Linked DNA regions of Rattus norvegicus: region 1 is linked to region 2. Evidence: chromatin contacts called from public Hi-C data. All regions are on one chromosome and are shown on one strand. Each heading gives the region's core, a stretch centred on a gene start, on an enhancer-like site or on the middle of the called end of the contact. The rest is flanking DNA. Distances are from core to core; before and after follow the strand shown.

What was found. Hi-C and Micro-C count contacts between places; a contact is called where the count stands out from the background.
Region 1: a contact with region 2 is called in a Hi-C map of liver, with 2.6 times the contacts expected there. The contact joins the enhancer-like site here to the promoter of Kansl3 in region 2. A contact is called at or near these places in 3 of 12 Hi-C or Micro-C datasets (kidney and liver).

The regions. Positions count from the first base shown.
Region 1 is chr9:46,149,719-46,155,172 of GRCr8, forward strand. Fer1l5 (fer-1-like family member 5) reads left to right here. Exons shown (of 54, transcript XM_039084527.2): 39 at 170-220; 40 at 328-432; 41 at 1,042-1,161; 42 at 1,619-1,780; 43 at 1,984-2,075; 44 at 2,391-2,561; 45 at 2,724-2,872; 46 at 3,106-3,245; 47 at 4,326-4,414; 48 at 4,636-4,731; 49 at 4,886-5,027; 50 at 5,225-5,324; 51 at 5,405-5,454. Among named protein-coding and RNA genes, the nearest start is that of Lman2l, 29 kb to the right of the region's middle. Within about 2 kb of position 3,258, at least 2 of the 93 cell types and tissues checked have an H3K27ac peak or open chromatin away from gene starts, as enhancers often do. A contact at or near this core is called in liver, where this site is marked.
Region 2 is chr9:46,097,768-46,103,759 of GRCr8, forward strand. Kansl3 (KAT8 regulatory NSL complex subunit 3) reads right to left here and starts at 3,754. Exons shown (of 20, transcript NM_001034835.1): 1 at 3,742-3,754; 2 at 2,447-2,717; 3 at 214-384. The coding sequence starts at 2,661. Fer1l5 (fer-1-like family member 5) reads left to right here and starts at 4,031. Exons shown (of 54, transcript XM_039084527.2): 1 at 4,031-4,164; 2 at 5,775-5,853.

The DNA of each region.
Region 1 (5,454 bases), core at 2,008-4,507, 51 kb after region 2:
GGATGGACAATGAACCCTAGGAAGCACAATTCCTCTCCCTCACCCCTCCCATCCCATCTGAACTGAAAGGCCTATGTAAAGGCCATGGGGAGGTGGGGTGGGAGAGCCAGGGTGAGCGTGCTCAGCCTGTTCTTCCCATTCTTCTCCTCTAACCTTCTCCACTTTTCAGTTCCTAGACTTAGTCTACAAGAAGTTCTGGTTTGATTCCAGCAAAGACGAGGTAAAGCAGACTCAGACCAAGGAGCAAGGGATAACCCCCATCAGTTCAGGGAGGTGGGGTAGGCTCTAGCCCTGCCTGAGAGCCAGCAAAGGCCTCTTCTCGGTCAGGGTGAGTATGAGCAGGACGTGGACTGGTGGAGCAAGCTATCCTGGGCCACGGGCAATGAAGACAAGTCCCTGAAGTACAACTACAAAAGCTACCATACCCTAAAGGTTTGGAGAGTCCTGGGAAAGGGGTAGAACAGAGCCTCCATTGGGAGGGGCTTGGAAACTTACTTAGCCTTGCTTTGTCAGGGAACTACCAAATGGCAGAACTGTTTTTGCCTTGTCTGAAATGAGATCCCGTGTAGTACAAACAGGTCTCCGGCTTGCTGGGTAGATGTAGATGCCCTTGAACTCCTGAGCCTCCTGCCTCTACCGCCTGAGCACTAGAACTGCAGCCATGCATTGAGCACTAGAACTGCAGCCATGCACCACCAATTCAGCTTAGAGCAGGGATCCTGTTAGACGAGCACTCTCCCAGGCCTTCGAACTTTACCAGAAGCCCAAGGGGGATGGCCCCGTGATAGGGGAATTCAAGGCGTATCTATAGCAGCTTGGCTCCCTGTCTCTCTGTAGCTCATCTGTCACCAAAGGAGGGGGACTTTCTATATTATCCCCTAAGAATACCAGGGACCCTTCCAAAAGCTGTTTCATCTGAAGCAAACAGTGGGGCTCCTGACAGGGCAAACTCTGAGGGAAAGGCTTGGGTGCTCATAGTCTCTTCCTCTCAATTCCCCAAATGGTTCCTCAGCAACCCATGTCCTGCACACACCCCTACAGGTATATGACTGTGAGCTGGAGACCATTCAGGCCTTCCAGGGCCTGCAGGACTTTTGCCAGACCTTCAAACTTTACCAAGAGAAGCCCAAGGTGGACAGCCCTGTGGTAGGGGAATTCAAGGTATGTCTATGCTAATTTGGCTACCCGTCTCTCTGTAGCCCACCTGTCCCCAAAGTCTCTAATAAAAGCCCTGACACTCTGCACATCCCCGAGGATGCCAGGGCCCGAGAAACAGCTCCAGAAGTAGAGCAACACAGACCGGTCTATGCAGGCAGGGACTAAGGAAGGCAGGACCTTCAGACTCCCAGGCCTGGCTCATGCTGGTCCCCTAAAGACACAGATGTGTTCAAACCTGAAGGGATGGGTGTGCAGAGCTGACATCAGCAGAGTCTGGGAACACCTAGTAGCTTTGAGTGCTTTTGCCCAGTGTCCCTTTAAACTCAATGGTCCCTTCCTAAAGACTCCTGCTGCTCACCCTTAGCCCAACAGCCCCCTCCCCCAGTTATACCCAAGCGGCTGGGGTTCGGGGGCACTTTACAAAGTTAGCCTAGCACTGCCAATGCCTTCTCACTCCCAGGGCCTCTTCCGAATCTACCCCTTTCCTGAGGACCCAGATGCCCCTAAACCTCCACGTCAGTTCTCGGCTTGGCCTGAGATCGAGGACTTCCCTCAGATGTGCTTGGTACGAGTGTACCTGATTCGAGCCATCAACCTGCAGCCACAGGACTACAATGGCCTGGTAAAAAAAAAAGAAAAAAAGAAAAAAAAAAGGCCCATCTGTGTCTAATGGCCCCCACCACATGCCCAAATCATGCCCAAATCACGGTGATGCAGTGCCTTAGGCTGTTTACACCCACCCAGCCACCCCCACCGGCATCGCCTACTCCCACCCTCCACCTCCCTGACCAACCTTGACTGACTCCCCTCCTCCTTCCTTCCCAGTGCGACCCTTATGTGATCCTGAAACTGGGACAGACAAAACTCGGCAGCCGGGACTCATACCACCCCAACACTCTAGACCCCATCTTTGGCACGTGAGCTGCCGCCCAGTCCCCCATGCTGTGCTAGTAGGCAGAGGCATTCCCTCAGAGCCTCCATGGTCCCTGTAAGCAGCATCTCACTGCCTCTTAGGGGCTCCATAAACCGATGATCCCAAAGACAGGCACTCCATGCCTCAGCCATCTTACTTTCAAGTTACTTTCAGCCATGTTCAGGGAAATGGGATGCTGGGTAGACAAACCTGTCCTGTGCTCTGCTGCCTACGTTCACTGTGGATGGAGGAAGAGGTGGAACAGGGACACTCAAGCAGAGTGCATGCTCACAGCCACTCTGCAATGCCTTGACTCTAGGATGTATGAGCTCACCTGTAACATCCCACTGGAGAAGGACCTGGAGATCCAGCTGTATGACTTTGACCTAATTACTGCTGATGATGAAATTGGAACTACAGTTATTGACCTTGAGAACCGACTTCTGTCTGGCTTTGGGGCCCGTTGTGGGCTCTCTAAATCCTACTGCAAGTGAGTGAGGACCCATTCGGCAAGCAAGCAGCTTCCAGAGAAGTAGCTGGGACCTGGGCTAGACCTGCCTCTCTGCTCATGCTTCTAGCACCTTCGCCTGAAGCTCAACACAGTGGGAAGGACCTGTTCCTTCCTATCTGTTTCTCTTGCATACTCCCACAGGTCAGGGCCCTTTAAGTGGAGGGATCAGATGACCCCGAGCTACCTTTTGTACCGATATGCCAAACAGAAAGGGCTGCCTCCACCCGTATTTGACCTTGAGGGAGATTCAATTTACTACAATGGGGAAAAGTTCAAGTTGCAGAGTTTTGGTGAGCCCAGCACACTTCCAGACGGCACAGGGGTAGGGTAGCCTCAGGGAACCAGTAAGGACTCGGGCAGAGGGAGAGAAGGGCAGTTTGCCCTTGGGTAGAGAGCCACAGACATTTTTCCAATTTTCCCCTTTCTTCTCATAGAAGGCGACCATAGCCAAACATCCTGGCAGGGCTGGGGAAGGTGCTCAGATGGGAACACTAATGACTTCATGAGCCTGTCTCCCATCCAGAGCCCACACCCCCCACCTATGAGAATTTGGGGCCTAAGAAGGAGCGCCTGGCACTGTACATCCTAAACACACAGGGGCTGGTTCCTGAGCACGTAGAGACTCGCACACTGCACAGTAACAGCCAGCCAGGTATCGACCAGGTATGTGACTGGAGAGGCTGTTGCTGCCTCCTGTGGACTGGACTGGACTGGACCAGGAGATATGGGTCACAGTCCACAGTGTGAGGCAAGGCAGGCTGACAGCTCACGTAGGTGCACGGACAGAAAGAAGCCAAGCATGCTTTGCACGTTAGCAGAGAAGATGTTCCAGTGGAGAGGACTTCACACCCGGAAGGGCCGTGAAATGGAGGCCTCACAACAGTTGTGGGAAGCTCTCGGCTGTCTTAGAAACCATCAGTGCCACTGTTTTGCTCTCCTGGGTGTAGGGAGGTGGTATCACAGATCAGAGGGCACAGATACACAAACCGCAGTTCTGGCTGTTTAACTGCAGGCTGTCTTCTCTGTGAACCTGGGGACACAGACACCCCACCACCACCACCAAGAGCACCTTAATTATCCCTCACTGTCCCACCATCAAGATGGCTTCATCTTCCATAAATCTTTTATATTCATCAAGTCTTATGTTGAGAAAATTTTAAAATAACCATCCTCATTAAACTGACTTTCTCAAAATGGGTCAACTTTGAGAAATTTAAGTGGGTCAGGTGGTTTGACAGGCAGAACATATTTACCTGTTTCCCACGGCTTGGGGAGCCACCCTTTCCCTTCCTTCTCTTACCATTTACACCACTAATTCTCATATTGTCTATCCATCTGTCTGTCTCTCTCAACTCTACTTTGTGGCTGACTTAGTATCCTTAGGTTGTGGCCTTCCGATCTAGTCTCCTCTACTTAGGGCTTCCATGCTGTGAGTAACGAGGCCCAGCCCCAGCACGGATCCTACCAACCGTCTAGCATGACCTCCTCCCCTACTACCCAGCCATAGTGAGAGCTCAATGCCAATTGGTGCTCTCCAAGCCAAATCCTTCACCCTTACTCACTTGCCTTCCCAGCCAAAACCTAAAGGAACAGGCAGGTAGTCACTGTCACCTCCCAGGAGGTGATACTTGTCACTTGTCATCTCTAAGCCCTGTCCCTGGGTGGTGGATCAGTCCATGTGCCACACTATTCAAGTCCAAAGAGACCAGCAATCCCCGACCAGCAAATCCATTCTGACTCTAGGGAAAAATACAAATGTGGGTGGATATCTTCCCCAAGATGCTGGGGCCTCCTGGGCCAGAAGTCAACATCAGCCCCAGGAAGCCTAAACGGTGAGTATGCTAACACTCAGTTCCTGAGCATGGGGCTCCAGCTCAGCCCCCAGGGTGCGGGGTGCCTCTGCCCACAAGCCCGTGCAACAGGAATTCCCAATCGAGTTTAGAAGGAGCTTCACTGCCCAAGTCCAGGACCCGTGCGCAGCTCCTCCCTTAGCGAGGCTGTTTGTGGCTGTGGGGCTGGTCCTCATCCCAGCCTCAGAACACAGTGGCTGCAGGTACCAACTGCGTTGTATCATCTGGAGCACGGCTGAAGTGGACCTGGTCCGAGAGACTTTCAGTAGAGACAAAATGAGTGATATCTACGTGAAAGGGTAAGGCAGGCGGGGAGGAGGTCTCCAGAGGGCCTCCTAGTTCCCTGGTTCTGTTACCCTGCTGGAGCTCCCAAGGGGAACACCTCTGCCACCACCTGTGTCTAGGGGATGGGGACCACACACAGGAGCCCAGGTGAAAGGACTCTGTCCCCAGGTGGCTCTTTGGGCTAGAGAAGGATGCTCAGAAGACAGATGTCCACTATCACTCCTTGACTGGGGAGGCCATCTTCAATTGGAGGTTCATCTTTAACATGGACTATCTGATGACGGAGCGGGTATGCGTCCAAAGCCAGAAGGTAAGGAAAGGGTGCCGAGGGGAAAGAGTCCGAGGCCCCAAGAGATCTCTCCCTCCTTTCAGAGACCTGCAGGCTGTTATAGGATGTGTCCTCAGGCAGAACCCCTCTTCCTTGATAGTCTGTCACTAGTGGACCAGTGGGTATCTGAGGGAAATGTCCAAGAGGCAGGCCTCTAACAGCCTTCTGCTGTCCTTCAGGACTACATATGGAGCCTGGATCCCACATCAGTGAAGTTTCCGGCTCGACTTATCATCCAGATATGGGACAATGACTTCTTTTACCCAGATGACTTCTTAGGTGAGGTTCAGATGTAAGGAACTTTTGTAACAAGGGATAAGGAACTCCTTTTGCTGACAACAATCTTTCTCTGGGCTCAGGGGTCTTGGAGATGGATTTATCAGACATGCCCCTTCCGGCTAAGAACAGC
Region 2 (5,992 bases), core at 2,504-5,003:
TAGGACAGTAGTGAGGCAGCTCACTGCAACCCTCCTGCCATGCGCTGCACAGCAGCGAGCAAAGATACAATGCATGTGGAGAGAACATCCCACTGCATGACTGTGAGTGGAACAACATGAGCTCCAGTGGAAGTTTCAAAGACGATGATAATACACAATTACCAAGTACTAAAATTTGCCCCAAACTGGCCAATCTATCCAGGACTGGCCTACCTGTTGACGTGCTCTTCCCAGTCTTCTGGTGGAGGAGGAGCATCTGCATCTGTCCTGGCGAAGATCACATGCCGTTCACACTCATTCATCACACTTCTTGCCTTCTGATTGTCATAGAGTGGAGCAGGAGTTGCCGTGACAGTCTCCACATCTATTGGAACGTCTGACTCACTGTAAACAGGTGAGGAAATAGGACCAGGCCACACACACTTCACACAACACACATGCTTAACCATCAGCTGGCTGCCAATGTTTAAAACATGTCTAATCAACATGATCAGCTTTAAATGATTTCCACATCCACAGTCATGACATCCTCTCATCTAGCGCTCCCCTCCCTGCTGTGTGTCTGGGAAAGACAGGGTCATTACACTTCCTGTGGCTTCGGTTTTTTTCTTCTTAAAGTTTCATCATGCCTGGAGTTGACTATGTTGCCCAGGCTAGCCTTGAACTCAGTCATTACTGTTTTTTTTAAGATTTTAAATGCATGTATGTGGGTACAGTGTCCACAGAGGCATCTGACGTGAGTGCTGTGAGCTGAATTTGGGTACTCTACAAGAGCAGTATGTGATCTAACTGCTGATCTATCTCTCTCCAACTCCTAGCCTTAACCTCTTGACTCTGCTCTTGCCTCAGCCTCACCAAGTGCTGGAATTATAGGCACAAGCTGCCATAACTGGCTCCAAAGCCTTTTCAAGAGCATTTGCTGCTCTTGCAGAGGACCCAAGTTTGATTCCTAGCACCCATGTGGGGTGATACAATGCCTAATCCTAGCTCCAAGGGGATCTGATGCCTCTGACCTCTGAGGACACTGGTATTCAATGAACATACTACACTCATAAACACAATTAAAAATAAATTTTCCAATACAGTAATTCAGTTCCTAAATCACCGATTCTTGTTTTTTAAAAAAAAAGTCATTAAGTATAAACACAAAACAATAAGTTTTATATAGTTAAAAAATTTTCAAATTTTACTTAAAGTTGGTTTTCAGTTATGCCCCAGGCCATAAGCTTAGAATTATGCTAGAATGTTCCCCTAAAGTCACAGATCATGGACACTGAGGAAACTGAAGCCAAAAAACCATTAATATCATTAGGAAAAAAACTCCCCTGAGCTGGGTTGATTACAGGTCTGCACTTGGGAGGCAGAGGCAGGCGGATCTCTGTGAGTCAACCTGGTCTACAGAGAGTTCTAGGATGGCCAGGTATACATAGAGAAACCCTATCTCAAGAAAGCAAACTACATTTCTAAGCCACAGAAATGACTGCAATCTGAATGTTGGGAGGCTGCCAACCCGAACTACAAAGCTAGCCAGGGGTACACAGTATAGTATGACCCTGTATCAACAATCCTTGCACCTGAGAGGTACAGGCAGGAAGATCAGAGTTCAAGAGTCATCATGTCTGGGGAGTGAGAGTGTGTGTGTGTGTGTGTGTGTGTGTGTGTGTGAGAGAGAGAGAGAGAGAGAGAAAGAGAGAGGAGAGAGAGAGAGGAGAGAGAGAGAGGAAGGGGGGGAGAGAGAGAGAGAGAGAGAGAGAGAGAGAGAGAGAGAGGGAGGAACCCAAACACAAGATCTCAACTCCCAACAACAAAAAAATAACCTGTGTTTGTTTGAGGGAAGATTAAACTCAAAACAAACACAAATATCTCATTCCAAAAACTTGTAATGATCAGAAAAGAGCAATTCAACAAATTCTGACATGGGTGAAATCAGAAGGTGCAAAACAATTAACTAGTTAGTCAAATGTAACCAATTCACTTATCAGAGGGTAGATTTCTGAAATGTTCTTACCCTCTACTGTAGGGTGGCTGGAAATATAGAGATTTAAGGAGGGGTTAATCTAAACCTTGGCTTTCTGAAAGGAGGTAAGGGTGATGGCAATGTTGTGGGGACTACCTCCCAATTTGTGCACTGAAGTCAGAGACTCAAGAATAGTTTGGGGGGGGGGGGGGTTGAGGATTTAGCTCAGTGGTAGAGCGCTTGCCTAGTAAGCGCAAGGCCCTGGGTTTGGTTAAGAAAGAAAGAAAAAAAAAAAAAAAAAGAATAGTTTGTAGCCAAAGGGGGGGGGGGGGGACGACACTAATTCTTCAGCTTCACCTTCCAAGCTCTCCAGTCACCCCACAGCCCCAATCACTCTCAAGAACATCTATGCCCCGCCACACTGCCATGGTCAGGCGGAAGTAGCCCTTAAGAAGGAAACCCAAACTCACATGGTATTCTCAAACTCACATAGTATTCTCCTGCTGCCGACGGGGAGTTACAAAGAGCATGCGGGTGGGGCGGGCGCTGCTGGCATCGGGGTGGGCACTCCACGGTTTTGCATAGCTATGATCCAGAAAAACAAGGTCCAGTTCCCGCTCATGCACTGAAAGCTGGAAAAGCAGGGAGGTACCCATCCGACGAGCTGAAGTCTGGAAGTCCCTCTCCCCACCCCGGTGGGCCATGTCAGTAGTCAGGCAGCCAAACCAAGTCAGGGTGCGAATATCTGCATGCTAGTCACCTGCGGTGAAAAGGGGCTTGTCAACTCAATAGCTTCCGTTTCTCCCAAGTTTCCCTATCAAAACATGCCTTTATGCCCATCATTCATCGATTATGCATACCACTACGGAACAGAAAGGTGGCGGGTGCCATACACAGTTTTGTGACTGTAAACTGACAAGACTCCACAGTTAGCAAAAATATGACCTTTCTGTGCCAAGGCATGGTGACGCACGCTTTTCGTCCCAGCATTGGGGAGGAAGAAGCAGACCTATCTCCGGGAGTTCGAGGACTGCCTGGTCTATAGAATGCGTTCCAGGACAGCCAGGGTAACAGTGAGATCCCATCTCAAAAAAAAAAAAAAAATTTTTTTTTTTTGGCTGAGCAATTTTCTTCCTGGGTGGTAAAGGATTTTGCAAATCAGAGGGATCACAAACATGAATTCTTCTAAAGCTAGAGGAAGTGCGTGGGGACGGTCAGCTCCAGCACGCCCAGCACAACAGGCGGGCACCGTGGGCTGAGTGCAGCCCAGGGCTCCAGACATCATCGCTTTGGCCTGAGGTCAAGGGGACTTTCCTAGGGTCACATTCTACCCAAGGTCTGCACCGACCTCAAGGTACACCGGAGTTTTGAGAGAAGAAAAACCAGAGCCCGCCCTCAGCCCGACCGGGGCCTTAGGAGGCCTCAGGAGGCCTCTTCTTCGCCCTCCCTCAGCGAGGCGCCCGGCAAACGGCCCGCTCCTCCGTGAGGTTCCCGCCACGGAACCGCAAAACCACAAAACGGCCCACCCGGGCGACTCGGCCAAGGTCATCCCGAGTTCCCGGCGAGGAGGAGCCGCCCGGCCCCGCCTCCCCTCCCCGGGCCCTCCTCGGCCCGGCGCCTCGGGCGCTGGGGCGGCCGCGTCGGCCTCCCGCGCCCCGCCCGGCCCGCGGCTCCAGCCCCGGCTCCCGCAGGCCCGCGGAGCCCCGAGGTCTTCTCCGATGCCGCCGCCCGCCGCCTGGAACCCCACGGGCCGCCACCCGCGCCGGGACGGACCCGCGTCTCACCCGCAGTTGTCGGCCGCGCGCTCGCCGGAGCTGGATCACAGTGCGCGTGCGCCTCACCGCCCGGCGCCACGGGCTCCGAGGAAAACGCGGAAGTGGATTGCTCTTCCGGAACTGCGCGGCGGCGAGCGGCAAAGCCTGGAGCGGATCCGCGACCTCGCTGGCCTGTGGGGAGTGCCGTGAGCCCGCGCGCGCGCGCGCGACCCCGGGACAGAGACGTCCTTCCTCTACGTTTTCTGTGGGGAAAGTGAGGGCAAAGAGCTAAGCAGTTCAGACAGCCCCGGCGCTCGGTGTTCCCCGCCACAGTCAGTTCCTCCTCCCCCGACCTATTACAGAGCAGGGTTCTATCTGCAGTGGGCGGGCTCAGCCCAGCGTTGAGACTTTGTTTATAATTCCAAGGCAGGAGGCTGAGACAGGAGAATCTTGGTGAGTTCCAGGACAGCCTGAGCTACATAGCGACAGACTTGTCTCAAGACCTCGACCACAAACCAGAGAGATGGGGAGAGAAGAGGGAGGGAATGCTTTGCAGAATGTCCGGATACAATTCTAGGGCTCTGCGGTGTTTAACGAAGAGAAATTGGTGGAGCTCAGACTAGGATGAGGTAGATGATGAGGTAGAGGAGAGATGTGAGGTTCAATTTTTAACCGCCTGGCCCACAGATCCCAGCAAGCAAAGTTTCCGCCCTTTTCTCATCTCGAAATGTGCAAATACCTAAACCCTGCCTCAATAGGTTGCCAGGGGAATACAGTGGATTATTTCCGCCACCTGTCAAGAGCTCAATTGATTTCTTGATGGCAATTACTGCAAGCTACCCCCACCTCCAGGTGTCATTGGTTGTTTTTATTTACTATTTATGGAGGGATGGTGAGACATGGTCGCATGTATCTCAGGCTGGGCTTCAAGCTAGCTATGCTGCCAGAGAAGACCTTGAATTTTATTGTTGGTTTGGTTCGAGTTTTGTTTTGTTTTTGTTTATTTGATGTTTTTTGAGACAGAGCTTCTCTGTGGAGCCCTGACTGTTCTCAAGCCCAGTAGGCCAGGCTGACCTTGAACTCAGAGATCTGCCTGCTTCTGCGCATGCCCACCACTTCCTGGTTAACATTGAATTACAGATCCTCTGCTCCTCTCCCTTTCAAGCGCTGGGATTATAGGCCTGCACTACCGGGCCTAGCATAGAGCAACGTGTTTTAGACTTAGACTTGACTAAGGAGGAGGGTCAGGAAAATTAAGCAACGACAAGAGGTTTCGTAGGTGTGCAAAGACTGAAAATTAACTCAAGGGGTGTTTCTGACAGTTCATCCACAATGTCACTGTATCCTTGGTTCTGAGCACACAACAAGCACACTTTCATGAGGCTCGTGCCATATAACTATGGCGCCAACAAATGTTTTCGAAAACCCCTTGGCTCAGACTTTAGACTATTGTATGTTATCAATTGCAGTGTTTTTGCTGTAGACACAAAGTTTCCTGCTCTTAGAGAAACCTGATAACTTTATTATGGAAAACAAAGGCTCTTAATACGTTCCTCTCTCTCTCAGCATGTGTCAAAGTAACATTTCTTTGGACTGTGATAGATAGAATGCTTGGTTTTAGAAACTGCCATCTGAATGGCTGATTTGAGCTTCATAAAACAATAATTAAATGAATTTTAGCTTGGGATTAAAATAGACTGCCCAATCATTTCTGAGATCACTTCTGCCATTTTGTAGCATGTCTTTATTTGAAGTAGCTTTCTTAGCATTAATTATTATAAAATCAAAATACTCATCACCTCAGAGGCAAGAAAATCAGGAATCCAAGAACAGCCTCAGCTATATAGTGAGTTCAGAGCCAACCTAGGCTACTTGAGACCCTGTCTCCCAGATTTAAAAAAAAAAATCAAACAAAGGGGAAAAAAACATGCCAAATGTCTTGCTTCTCCATTAAAAAGCCCTCCCCTGAGACATCATTGATTTACCTGTATATGGATTTTGATGGCCTCACCTCTTGTATTTTCTCATCTACATTGCATGTCTTTGCCAACAATTCATTCCAGACAGAAGAGAATTCTGTGCCTGTTGTTGAAACTCTAGAGGTCAGCGACAAAAGAAAGGAGTCCGCCTCAAAGCGGCAAGGTTTGTCTGTGTACACCTCGGGCCACTTGTTTAATCTACACTCTGTCACAGTCCTTTATCTCTTCCGGAGATTCTCTTCGGAACCAAGAACCACTTATCTCTGTGATGTTCCTCTTGTTGCTAAGCTCCCTCACCCTGT